Regions from separate parts of the Danio rerio genome. Here region 1 is linked to region 2. A link is a contact called in public HiChIP or PLAC-seq data. All regions are on one chromosome and are shown on one strand. Each heading gives the region's core, a stretch centred on a gene start, on an enhancer-like site or on the middle of the called end of the contact. The rest is flanking DNA. Distances are from core to core; before and after follow the strand shown. Region 1 holds the start of emx3 (empty spiracles homeobox 3). Region 2 holds the start of ccdc69 (coiled-coil domain containing 69).

Region 1 (7,243 bases), core at 4,449-6,948, 130 kb before region 2:
TTTGGCTTCACCACATAACTACATCAACATTCACATCATATGTATCGCTAAAAATCCTGAACTTATTTTAATGGTATTTGTTTTAGCAATTTCATCAAATAGCCATACCTTCCTGATGTGGCAATAAATGAACAAACGACAGCAGTGAGGAATCGTTTCTTCACTGTTGTTGCAATCATTTTTCAATTGCAGAATGGGAATTGACTCATTTCATTTTTAAAGATCGTTGATTAGATATTGAATGGTTATAGAATGATTGAATACATTTCCGTCAACACATTTGGATTGTTCACTTCAATAAAAATTTTTCAAATAGCCATTAAAATAGAGACTTTCTGTGATTTCACCGATTTTGAAGTGTCACACAGTATGACACAAATTAGATTTAGCCAAATTAGCAGTGTCATTATATAAACTTGGCCCCATTTACACCTGGCAACTGACAAACAGATGTTGATATTAGGTTGTAAACAAGGCCAACTGTGTTTCAGCTTCTGTCTGCTTTTGGCAGGAGCAGTTTAAGGTGGACCCTGAGGGTGGCCTGAGTAACCTTCGCTACAAGGTGGAGTCCAGAAAAGAAGTGTCTATCAGTGGAGCTCCATGTACTGTGATCAACACCTTTGTGGAGTGTGACCTCAACCAGACCCCATGGTGCCAGTTCAGCTAATAATAGTTGATAATGCATAATTCACTTAATGCTTGAACAGGACCTGGGAAGCCAGAATGATACGGATTCTCCTTCTGTGGTGCAAGGAAAGCTTTCACAGATTATCAGTGCCAGTCACACTTGAAAAAAAAAAAAACAGATCGTCGAACCAAAAGGACTTGAATGTGTGACTGGTGGAAAAGGAGGCTTTATTTTTCTATGACAAGTGTTTTTGACTTCATCCCCGATGAAGCTTTGCCTCGTATTTGAAGAGAATTATGGACCATTAACAGGTACAGCACTGAGTTTGCATCAGCGACACTGCAAGCATCAAAATGTCTGATTTTTAACGATGAGTTTTATAATATTTTTAGCTGTAGCCGTGGCTTGTTTTGGACCATTTCTCCTAGTGCAATTGTGAGTATTTGCTCAGCCTGATCTTTTTGCTTGAATTTGAAATCATTGTGTTGAGAAAGACAACCTTATATATATAGATATAAAGTGGGTTTAAAGGGTACTTTGTATTTGCACATTATTCAGTATTTATAGAAAAAAACTCAAGTTTTCACTAATTCTTTCTTGCCATGTTTTAAAATGCATGAAGTGCTGTTACATTTTAGCACTCGGAGGATTATCTAGAAACTTTATGAACTGGAGGCATGAAGCTGAATCCAAAAAGTAAAAACGTCTGAGTGCAAATGTTAATAAAATTTGGACACATTAATATTATTATCATTATTATTATTTTGGCCAATTCCTGACAAACTGTGAATCAGTATACGCGGTTTCAAGTATGATATGTTCAACAAATGTTTGTTCAACTGCACAAACAAATGTTTGCCAAAAAATAAAGTTTGACTCCATTTTCTAATACTGCTTCACATTCACCAGCAGAGGAATTTATATTTAATTCACTTTATTTTGATCATGTCTGTGTTGTTGGAGTGTTGTTTGTGTGTATGCCATTAGCACTTGCAAAATTTGTCTAGGAATGCTGTGCTGACTTTTCATGAGCTGTTGCTTACTTTTATCTTAAACCAATGAATATTAATATCAGTATTAGACTTTGCTGGGTTTTTTTCGTTCACTTAAGTCTTCAAAAGCAGTGTTTCTCAACCACATTCCTGGGGGACGACCAGCTTGCACATTTTCCATGACTCCTTAACCAAACACACCTAATTCGGCTCATTAACAGAGACTGAAAGATCTATAATAGGTGTGTAATCAAAGGAGACATCCAAAACATGCAGTGTTTGTGTTCCCCCTGAAACATGGTCGAGAAACACTGTTCTGAAGGATTATGCGGAAATGTTTTTGGGGAAAATTCTGTTAAATACTACCATGTAGGAGTGCAAAAAAAAAAAGAGCTGGAGACTACTAGTTAGCCTATAAACTGAACAATGTTATCAATAATTATACAGCAGTTTTTTTGTGATATGAACTACATTAAAGACAGAATAAGTCATTCTGTCTTTCTTTCTCAGTGACTGACAAGCACAATGACAGAGCGTGACGTTGTGTAACTGTGCAAAGACTTTTCAAAGAACTTTTATATCACTATGGTAATCATACTTTTGTTCAAAATGCCGGCATAATTAGTCATTACCATTATTGATCACTTATTAATTAAATGTATTTCCAAATAGAGCAGCATGCTTCACTTTGTTACTAGCCCTTACAGGTTTTTTTTTTCTTTTCCGTCTATACCAAAGAAGCCCAAACTAGGGCCTGCGGGCCAAAGTTGTCCCATGGTAAGCTTTGATTTGACCCGCCATCCCATATGAGAAAAGAGGAAGAATGATGGATTTTTTTTTTTAGATATTATCATTTCAAATCTAATGTAACCTTTTGTTGGTTTGTTTTATTGTTAAAAGCTAACTGAAATTCAATGTTACAAATAAACAGGGTAAATAATCAGATTTAGTGTACATATATAGTGCACAATGCACATACTGTCACCTGACGGATAGAGGACAAATGAAGGCAAAGGCAGGTTCTGCTTGACGGTATTCAGCATTGAACTCCACTGTGTCATAATTGTGATTATGCTTTTATTGCAAAAAGTTATCACTTTAAATAACATACTGTATTACCTAATACAATTAAAGTAATGTTTTCTAATAAATTAGAAAAAGACACACGTGACACATTTGGTATATTTACCTTCAGCCCACGACTGTCAATGATATTTGATTTTTAAGCACCCCTAATTTAGACTGGTGTAGTTGTTTACCACAGTGTGAAAAAAAACAACTAATCCAAATTAGGCTCCTATTTGTTAAACATTGGCTTTGATCATCGTCTGACTTAAGCTATACATATGTGTGGGATTTTGAAATGTTAATGGATGTGATCTGTTTACACATTTGACACTAGAGGGCGATGTTAGTAAAGATTGAGGTGGACCACCAGACTGCTTGTTCAGTAACTTGTTTCTGAAGACTGACGGACATCACATCTGCCACAATAACTTATAAAAGACCTGTGATACGCTCTATTAGCGAAAACAACTGACTGAAATAACTGATCACTAATTTTCCTCAGTGCCACAGCCTATTGTGCTTAGTGAGCATATTTGTTTGCTCACATTGACCTAAAATTGTTCACCCTTTATATATATAGTCTATATATATATATATATATATATATATATATATATATATATATATATATATATATATATATATATATATATATATAACAATACGTTGCGCGTTATCAAACGTAAGCCTAATTGAATTGAATTTACATAAGAAAATGTTTTAATGTGGATATTTATAAACAATTAATTTGAGATAAATTCATAATCTGTAAAGATTTACAATTACTACTAATTCATGTTTGTCATCCTCGTCCCCTTTTTTCCTTAATAGCGAATATGTGTTTAATAATTATGTGAATAATTAATGAACTGTTTTTTTCTTCATCATGTTCATTAAGTCAATATGGTCATCCATTTCATTAAGTCTCTGAGTCAGCTAATGACTAGTAAAATAACCAGTCTTGGCTTCTCCGTGTTCAAAGAGGGTTTAACACCAGTTAATTCCAGGCAGGGGAACAATAATCACATTTTAACTCGCCTTCGCACCCAGAATGCACACAAAAACTCCAACTGTTATAGCCTTTCAGCTGTGAACAATCTGCAATCAATTGCCAGAGGCAAAATTAATAGATGTTAATGGCCATTTGTATTTGAGGCAAAGGGGACAAAATTGGCCAGAGAAAGCTATTAATTATATGCAGAGGGACCGAGAAGGGAGGCACAAGAGGGCTGGAGACGGGCTGCTTTGGGGCTCAATGGGGTCTGTGCCCTGCGTGGTTCACATGGGCTTCCGCTGGGTGGATTGTGAAAGGCCTGAGCAGGGGGGCTTTTGTGGGACTCCTGAGTCGCGATTGTTCCTTCTCAAAAGGGTGACATCTGTCCAGGGTTTCCGAGACTCTGATCCACCCCATTAGCCTCCATCCTCTCTCAACAACTTATTGCGTTTGTAACTGACAAATGAGACAAGGAGAGGCACTCGAGACATGTCAAGCCGCCAGATCAATGCGCGCTCCCCTTGATCTGTGTCTGCTTCATTAAGACACCGTCAGAAAATACTTAAGCTCACAGTTGCCTTGATATTTCTGCTCATAAAAACGAGTGATATGTGTGCGTCAAAGGGATAGTTCGCCCTAACATTTGTTTATATTCTGCCATTATAATCCTCCATTTGTTCAAAACTTGTTTTTCTTCTGTTTAACACAAAGAGAGATGTTTTTAATGTAATAAAACAACCTGTGCCTTTTTTCCCTCCATGGATGTTAGGGGCAGTTTTTCCAGAATTTCTTGTTTTGTGTTCAACAAAAATCATAAAAGTTTATTTGAATGTGCGCAAATGGAAAGGAAATGTTCACTTTTGGGTGAACCAAGGTTTCATTGTGTTTCTTACAAAATAGCCTACTTTGCTTTTACAACGAATAAAACCCCAAGTTAAACTGTTAAAAATGAATGAACCAATCTAATTGCTTACAAAATGTTTCGGTTACAATTGTTTTTAATTGGTTAAAAATGATGATCGACCAGCCGAAGAAAGCACTTTTAAACTAATTAAACCAGTTCATTTGTTTGTTGTGAACCCATTTAACATTTAGCCTACACTTTTTTTCTGTTTATTAGACTATTCTTCCTTAAAAGATTCATTAAAGCTAATTTAACGAATTATTATTATTACAATACAAATCAAAACTAATTTAGGCTATTATTATGATATTAATAATTATAATTATAATTATTATAGCCTAATTATATAACAGTAACCTAATAGGCTAAGTAATTTGATCATTAGCTGACAAGGAATTTCGTGATTTAAGGTTTTTATTCGTTGTTGTGATGTTAGCGTTTTAATTCTTATATAAGGGGACACAACATAATTGAGCAAATGTAAAGAAAATTTATATTGTTTAATTTGTGTTTATATATATATATATATATATATATATATATATATATATATATATATATATATATATATATATATATATATATATATATATATATATATAGGCCGAACATTTCAGTGTAAAAAGAAAAAGTAAACCGTTAGCCTAATAATTGTGAGACCGTTTATACTAGCCTACACAATTATTAGGATATTAATAAAACTCTATTTGTGATTTCGACTACAAATAAATAACTATATAAACAAATAGCTTAATATCTAAATAAATAACGCAATGCATTTAAAAAAACATGTTGCCTAAATCAAATGGCAGGCCAAGTTATTTAGTTTTTCTCTTAGCTCAATAAGCTCATTAAGACATCAAGACTCAGTTTTGAGGGTTTGTCTGGCTCATTTTAAATTTATGTCTAGCCTTCATACATTTTTTGTTTTGACGCCTCCGTTCATATGTTGTTGAACTCTTTGTAGCAAACACAGAATTTCTTTACACAACACAAAATGGCAGTAATTGACTGCGAGTGCGTCGCGCTTGGATCTGCGCATGCGCACCACACCTCGCAGCCGGAGCTCCGCGAGCAGGTATTGAAGTTGGCGCTTGACAAGCCCTGGCGCACAAACTGACGGATCATCGATCATATGAAGAGCTCGCAGCGACCTGCATCCGAGGAGCCCATGCCTGCTTCACATACGAGACAGTTTCCGACGGTGCACGAGTTCTGCTCACACAAGGACATCAATGAGATCTGAATGAGTTTCAACATAACTGCTGACAGAACTCTCTCGTCCATTTGCAGCTATTGGAAGTGTATTGCAACCAACGAAGTTAACGGAGCCAGAGGAGACTTCTGAAGTTATGGATTGTAGAGGGACTATATAAATGTTATCTTCTTGACTTTTTTAAGAATCCTGGCTTCACTCCATCATCGGGTTCAGAGTGACCTGACTTCTTTTCTATTTAACTGAATATTTTTAATAACTCAGCACAATGTTCCAGCACAATAAGAAGTGCTTCACGATTGAATCTCTTGTGGGTAAAGACTCCAATTCGTCAAACGCTGCTGCAGACGAGCCCATCAGACCCACTGCTCTGAGGTTTACTGAGTCCATCCATCCTTCCCCCTTTGGCAGCTGCTTCCAGAATTCAGGCAGGACACTGTACAGCAGCAGCCCAGAGATGATGTTCACAGACCCGGCCACTCACTCCACCAACTCCGGCCTGTCTCTGCGCCACCTCCAGATCCCCACACAACCCTTCTTCAGTCCTCACCAGAGGGACACCTTGAACTTCTACCCGTGGGTGCTGAGGAACAGATATCTGGGACACCGGTTTCAAGGTAAGGAGCCGGGCGAAGACCTGTGTTCAGTCGGTGACAGGGATGTTGAAACCAGTGGAGGCCATGAAGTTAAAAACAACTCTGTTTTCTTGTTGATAGAATTCATAAGCACATATTTGTGTTAACTACAACAAAACAGAATATTTTTAAAGAATGAGTTAGTATTATCATGTGTTTACATTCACTTCAGTGTTTATTTAAGCATTGTTTTAAATATGACGCGTCGCACTGCATACACATCACAACTGTCCATGAGGCAGGCTTTTAATCAAATAATATAAAATAAAAATAACAACTAGCTCAAGATCATGACGTCCAAATAGATTTCAACTTTTGACTTTAAATTGGATTGTGTACGCAATTTGGTTTACGCAATAACCAATAATAAAACAATTCAAAACAATTGTACGCAGTCAACAAAATTAAGCCATAACGCTTATTTCGATCACACATTTATATTAGGCTATAAAAGATAAGAAAAGTGTTTTATACAAATCATTCTTTTCGGTTTGTTTCAAACATTCGTTGGCCTATTCCTTTAATATAGCCTAAATAATAGCCTGGCAAACATAAATAAAATATTAGGCTGAAGGATAATCGCCGTTTTATGTAACACATTTAGGTTGACAATGTTTGACTAGTTAAGATCATTTGAATAGAATATGCTAGATGCTAAATACCTTTTGTTTTTATATAAACTCTTTATATATTAGCTTTTGTGTTTAAATAAAACGTTTTCGGATTATTTTAGTAAAATTAAAAGATAAATTGCCATTTTACAAATTAAATAATAATAATAATAATAATGATGATTTTCTAAATGT
Region 2 (7,147 bases), core at 1,554-4,053:
GTTCATTGTCAAGTCATATTTTGTGTAAAAGCAGTTTAAGAAGTAAAGTACAGAGAATACAAGACATGGGCAATAAGGAAAAAAATGCAAATCTCGATAATTATTTTCCACATTGAATGATAACAATATACATTCCGATAGAAGTAAATGCTTCCAGATTTAAAAAGAGTACCCCAACAATGACTGAAGCCACAAAAATGATATGGTCCATTAAATGGCACAACCATAATAGCTGAAAATTCTATACATCTCTAATATCAACACACTTTTACATTCCCATTGTTGCATATTTCTGCTGTGTGATTGGCTCTTAGACCAATATAGATTTTAAAAAGTCCAGAGCTTATCACTGTTATTGACATACATTTTATTGTGATTCGATATAATATCGTTTATCAGCCCAGCCTTAGAGAATACCCACTGTCGCAATATATGGAATTATTGAATAATAGCACCATAGCACGTCTACTGCCAGTAGATGGTTGTGACAAGCAACTGTTTAAAAAATATATATACAGTTTTTGTGTAATTATCTTTTCAAGAGGTTGGTTCAAACACTGATTTATCCAGCAATTTTGTTACAATTTAATTAATTAATTTAAATTAATTAATTTTTAATAAACTGCAGCAATTATCATTCAACCTGAAAATATATTATTTGATTTTTATTTAGTCCTTATTTAGCATTAAGAATCAAGGGGAATAGAGTCGAAAAAAGAAGCTGTATATCCAGAATTGTGCAACAACATGAAATTTGCAAGCGATGACAGAATTTTCATTTTTGGTTGAGCTGCTCATTGAGGGTGTTGGCTTCAGTCAAGAACAACAGGAGTCAGTCAAACATAGTCAAACCTTCCTTGGTTAATAAATAGTGAGATTCGTTTCTCTGTGCCACATGAGACTGCTTATATGGGAAATGACAAGACATGCATGGCTGTGTGTCAGTGTAGGACACGAGCCAACCAAAACACGACATTTATTCTTGATGTAATCTCCAGTTTGAAAGGCACCAAAAGCAAATGATGTCATCCTGTCCATAGCTTGAAGGTCTGCATTTTTAGATAGATTGTGAAACAATTCAGTAGACTAGGTTACTTTTCACAATTAGTTGGGAATAAAAAGCCAGAACAGGAACCGCTTCCATCTCATAATACAGCTTAATCCACAACAAGTCTATTATGCATTTGCTGGCTCTCTGTGGCAGGGAACCAAATGTTCTGGAACTTTAATGAAGGCTTGGCTTTATTACACTTCACCGTCATGTGGTTATTCGCTTTTGATGCAACTCCAACAGACGCTGTAATAGCGAGTGGAAGGCTTTCTCTGTTTAGTCTTCAGAGACTTTTCACACTTCTCCAGTTGTCCATGTCAAGTATACTAACACATGGCTATGTGATTAACAGGACCAAATGAACTCTGTCTGTTTATAGGTCGCATTAAAACTTGTAGTGTGAAACTTGGGCAGTAGGGACCCTGTGTGTGTGTCACATCCAAGCCCAGTGAATCTAAATCCTTCAGCAATCTGGGCTAATGAAAGCTTGACCCTGTCGCTATCAAAGCCAGATTTCATTGCACTCCATGTTTGATAGCCAAAGGAATGTATTTTATGAATGAATTTTCTCATGCAATGACAAATTTGAGGTTTAAGTGAATGCCTTGTTGGTCCAATGACATCAATATTTATTATTAAATTAAACCATTTTACACCTTTGCAATAAAAACTAATAATTGAACTAACTTCTGTCTTTTTAAATGTGTAGGTGGTATAAATATGCAAATATTTATTAAAAATAATACTATGTGTAAAGCAAATATAGGCTAAAATACTTGCAAAAATGTATGAAGCCAACACTGAGGTAAAGTTGGTTTTATACTGGCACTTTCGTTCCTTTTTTTAAACCGTGACAGGTTGTGACAACTTTATTGTTTAATTCAGATTTTTTCATTAGTAATATAATTTCACAAAAGTATTGTTTGTCAACTCTAAACAGGGAAACCAAATTACCAGCCAATGACAATGAAAGCACATCCTTGTTCACAGTCAACCAAATAGTGCTTGTGTTGTTTTGAAGTCATACATGCTATTTCAGACCAACCATTCAAAATGACTTCAAAATGAATGAATGTGAAAATATAAATCCAACTTTCGCTCAGTGAAGCCTGCACGAACACTGGGAGTTTATATAACCTGGCAAACGTGTTTTAAACTACATTTTACAGAAGATCTCACCTTTTTATCACTTCGTACATCCTGATTTGTCATTTGACCGAAATGCGGAACATTTTAAAAGTGAGCTCTTAGTGATCACACTTAAATGCAGGATAACACGCCTTTAATTTGTCATAACGGATGTCAGCGGCGCATTTTAAACAACAGTAGATCTCATCTGTTGAACCCGGCATCTGTTTCTAATTAAAACTTTCACAAGTCGACAAACTAACAGGAGAGCTTTCGCATCGACTAACTTAACGCATTAGGGAGGAAGTAACAAGTGATTCGAGAGAACAAAACAAGTGTGGCTCCCTGAATACAAATACATTTACACGTGGTGTTTTTGCAGGGTTTCAAACGCTGGAGGCTTTGCTGCGAGTCTCATTGTAACTTTGTATTATTTCAACATGTAGGTAGGTAATGAAAATGTAATTAAAAACGATCTACCTTTTTCTTGGAGACCTGGCCACAAACTTTGCTGTTGTGACAACCCATGCTCCTCTGACTTTCCGCTCTTTCTGCCTGTGTTCTTCGGTGTGATAGTAACGTTAAGTTTTTGGGTGCCTGCAGCAGTTCAAATGCGAGCCCTCATGATCTGCTCGAATAGGCTGGGACTGAGGCGGAGGGGCGGGAACTACAGAGTCACGGCTGCGCTCCAAAACGCAGGCTGGACATTTGCATCAACGATTAGGTGAATCAGTGCACAGCTGCGTAAACCGATGTTCGCCGCAGGTTCCTCGAGTGTACTTTTGGGAAAAGGTTTTTATTGTTCGTTTGTTAGTATCGACAATGTCTTATGAATATTATTTTATTAGTGTTTCAAATTATAAAAGTTATAAAGGGTGTTTCAACGGGATTTTATTTTAGACAGATGAGAAAGTAGTTTAAATACTCAATGTAAATATGCTAAATAAAACCTTGAATCATTTAAATAAGCACTTTTTGGTCAGGATATAAGGGTGTCTTAAACTTCACAGATTGTGATTCACTTAATATAATACCTAAAAATAAATAGGCTTAAACGCTTTCTCCACAATTAACCTTCTATTTGCACTGTAATCCATGGATTAATAAAATGTATTTTCTCAATTAGGAGGCATTGACTTTCTATTAATGTGTAATTTCTCAATTAATAAAATTTCTATCAAACTTTCCCATTTTCATCAGAAATTCCTTCAGGCGTGGAAACTTATTTATGAGCACAATTTCTCACCATACATTTTTTTAAATTTGAAACAATAGTAATAAAGGAAATCTTAATTCTATAATAACTGTTTCAATAATGGGGGATATTAGTGAACCAGTTATTTGACAGTAATGCTACTTAATTTAGGATATGCCCTGCACATATCTAAAAAAATGTTTTTAATTATTTGTTAGGCCATCTCCTCTGAGATTTGTGTTTTTTTGTTGTTGTTTTTTTAGAAATAATGATAATTAAATGATTACTGTATGTCCCCATATGCCTGATTCTACTGTTGTTGGATCTATTTGTTTTTCTACAAAAAATTAATTAAATAAAAAAAAAAATCATAAAATCTGGTCTTTATTTTTAGATATTGCCATCTCAAATCCCTCTTTTATTTCTTATTGTAACAACCTTTTGATGATATTAAATGATCGCATGTTTGGTCACTCCTCCATGATTTCTTTTTAAAGAAATAAAATTAAAGAAATATCTTTTAAAAGTATTCATATATTATATCCAGTTAAACATTTTTTTTTTACAGAAAATCAAAAATGACATTGACATCTTTTGCTCTTTCTGTGAGACTTTTCTAAGTCTGTTGCTCACTTGTTTTTGGAATGTCTTTTTGTTAAATATTTCTGGTCTGAAGTAAATTCTTTAATTGTCCAAAAGGTAACTTTTCTTTAAGCTACAAACATATTATTTCAGGGTTTTATATCAAAGAACTGCAATTCCTTAATTCAACTTTTTGTATAAGCCTATTTATTGGAAAGTTTTTTTTTATATGTATATATACTTAATATAAGCTAAATTTTGTATTTTTAAACGAGACTTGGAATTGGAACTGTACTTGAAAATCATTACAGAGTCTCTAACTTATAAAACGTGCTTTATTTAATATTCTGCATTAATTTGTATATTTTTTTCATGTGCCCTCTCTTATTTACTTATCTTTTTTGTTTATTCTTTTTCTTTCTCATTGTCTTTCTTTTGCTTTACTATTGTTATATTTCTTTAAAATTGTCACATTCTCTTGTTGCAAAAAAAGTAATACTTGTATTGTTTTTACTACTTCTATCTGTTTGTATTTCTATCTGTTTTAATTGCCTGTTGTTATTGCAATAAAATATATTTTTAAAAAAACCTTTTTGGTTAGCATTTCTGGTATTTTGGTGCAAAGCTTTTATTGGTCAAGTTGAACTTGTTTCCTTGTTTCCAAGTTGAATGTTTATGCCTTGAATTTTGCCTTTCTCCGAATTCAAGGCATAAACACTGACGCATTCAACTGCATTATTGTCGAATAGAAAAAAAATTAAATCATGTTTAATTCATGTTTACTTCTATAATGCTTTTACAATGTAGATTGTGTCAAAGCAGCTTAACAAAGAAGTTCTAGCAAAATGCAGCATTCAGAAACTCAAGTAGCCTATCAACATTACCTGAGAGTTTCCAAGTAGTGAATACGATGTCAGATGTAAATTTTTGACAAGGAAACTCATATTCATGTTAATTCTGATAGTATGTGAACGTAGCATACAAGTCAAAGGTCATGGGGAAGTTTAAATGTTACAATAATAGAATAGATTTCTCATTCAACTGAATAGATTCCAGTTTTTCAAGATGCCCCACACTGATTGTACGAAGTAACATGATTTAAATTCTGAAGAAATTGGGTATGTTTCACACATCAGAATACATTGGTGTGTTAATGCTTCCTCAATAGTACAGGTTTTTAATATTAACTGTTTATTGCTATGCTAACACCTTCATGCAGTATTGCTATTAAGAAAATCATCGGCTAAAGTTTACTAAAGAATAAACTCTAAAAATGAAGGTTCCATAGAAGAGGCCTTTGTGACCCTGGACCACAAAAGTCAGTTTTTGAAATTGAGATCCATTAAAGAACAGGAGAAGATATTATTTTTTTTCTGAGATACAACTATTAGAAAATAGAGAATCTGAGGGTTTAAAATAAATACTGAGAAACTTGTGTTTAAAATTGGACCTAATGCTTAGTAATGCACAAAAAGCCTAATCAGAAATTGAGTTTTGATATTTAAAATAGGATATGTATAAAAATCTTTACGTAACATGACTTTTTAATTGATAGTATAATGTTTAATAAAAGGTCTATCATACAATACCAATACAATGTTTTTTTTTACTATTGCATTACATACAACACAAGACTGGTTTAGTTGTCCAGAGTAAAATATTTGGGATGCTTATAGAATCTTTCAGTGAACAGTTCTTAAAATAGCCTTTGTTTCAAGGTGTGAAGAATCTTCTGAGGACGTTAAAAGCTCTTAATTAAACCATCAGTGCAAATAAACGTCATCACCAAAGAAGATAAAGAATCTTCAAAACTAACTACGGCCGAGAGAGCTTAACGTGTTGCGATTTTACAAAACATGCAATCACAAAAAATGCAAATTAAGAAAAGATTTTCAGCGGTTTTACAGCACAAGTGCTGCAAATCCTCACAACACATACACATTAAAATAGGAGTGCTGCATTTTCACACAACATAAACAAATGAATAAAATGTGCTGCATTTTCTAACAATGCAAACAATTTACAAAAACGCACTACATTTTCTCACAACACAAAAAAACAGACTATGGGAATGTTTCAAGTAGACCCAAAACATGATGGACACTGCTGTGTCATGACTATTGCTACGTGAAGTAGTCAGAAATCTTTGAAAGGTGAGTTTTTTGGTTGTTTATTTTAATATCCTGATTCCTGTGTCTTTAGTATTTATTAGCCTACGTAGATAACCATAACCTATATAGCCAGGTCTGTCACATTTTAGGGTCTTCTTGAAACTTTTCTGTTGTGTTGTGTGAAAATGCAGCATGTTTTCGTAAAATGTTTGTGTTGTGAGAAAATGCAGTGTGTTTCTTAAAGATGTGTTTGCGTTTTGTGGATTTGTAGCATGTGTGCTGTCAAACTGATGAAAATCTTTTCTTAATTTTCTGTTTTCTTAAATTGCAGTTAAGCTCTCTCGACCACCGTATAAGAAACCGTTGTCATCCATAGTAAAGAAAAAAACAAAGGAAGTCAATGTTTACCAATTTCTAACATTCTTTCTTCTTTTGTGTTCACAACCAAAAACAAAGAAACAAACTTTCAAATTCAAACAAGTAATGGATGAGTAAATCACAGAATGACAGTATGGTATTTTTTGTAAACTGTCCCTTTAAGTCAAATCCAAGAGAACAAAATCATGTCCCATCCTACATTTTTATTGTTCCAAAACATGAAGTACTGGGATATATACATCACAGTAGGGAATTAAGTATTTTAAAAATGTTTGAGAACTAGTTATATGTTACATGTTTCATTATGTAAGCATCATATTCATCAACTTTCTCTAAATTAAAATGAGTAATTCAAATTCTGCTGATAAAAACGGCCATATATATGAGGCTCACACAGTTTCACAGAGTAAGTCGACTGCTTTTCAAGTGGCCATATTGTCACTCCATTGCTTTAGAGGAATTCTGTTTAGAGAAACTGTCAAAACAGCAGTGATCCATGAGGTATGTGGATGCACACGCTGATGTAAACATAACACGCTTCACACCGACTGCCAGTTATGATTTCATCTTGTCATTTTTATGATTAATGAGGTAAACACTGTAAGGGTGAATTTACAAAAGGAGAGGGATGACATTTAAACCTTCAAACCATCATGCCATTACATAAAACATCATCAAAATGTTCAGTGTACAGAATCTGCA

Evidence for each region. HiChIP or PLAC-seq counts read pairs in DNA pulled down with a chosen protein or histone mark.
Region 1: an H3K4me3 HiChIP or PLAC-seq map of gastrula embryo shows a contact between it and region 2, with 3 times the contacts expected there. The contact joins the promoter of emx3 here to the promoter of ccdc69 in region 2. A contact is called at or near these places in 1 of 18 Hi-C or Micro-C datasets (embryo) and 1 of 4 datasets of contacts at active chromatin or transcription factors (gastrula embryo).

What each region holds. Positions count from the first base shown.
Region 1 is chr14:30,651,058-30,658,300 of GRCz12tu, reverse strand. emx3 (empty spiracles homeobox 3) reads left to right here and starts at 5,698. Exons shown (of 3, transcript NM_131279.2): 1 at 5,698-6,419. The coding sequence starts at 6,071. b4galt7 (xylosylprotein beta 1,4-galactosyltransferase, polypeptide 7 (galactosyltransferase I)) reads left to right here. Exons shown (of 6, transcript NM_001003417.1): 6 at 512-788. The coding sequence ends at 667.
Region 2 is chr14:30,518,323-30,525,469 of GRCz12tu, reverse strand. ccdc69 (coiled-coil domain containing 69) reads right to left here and starts at 2,803. Exons shown (of 9, transcript NM_001423999.1): 1 at 2,660-2,803. The coding sequence starts at 2,707.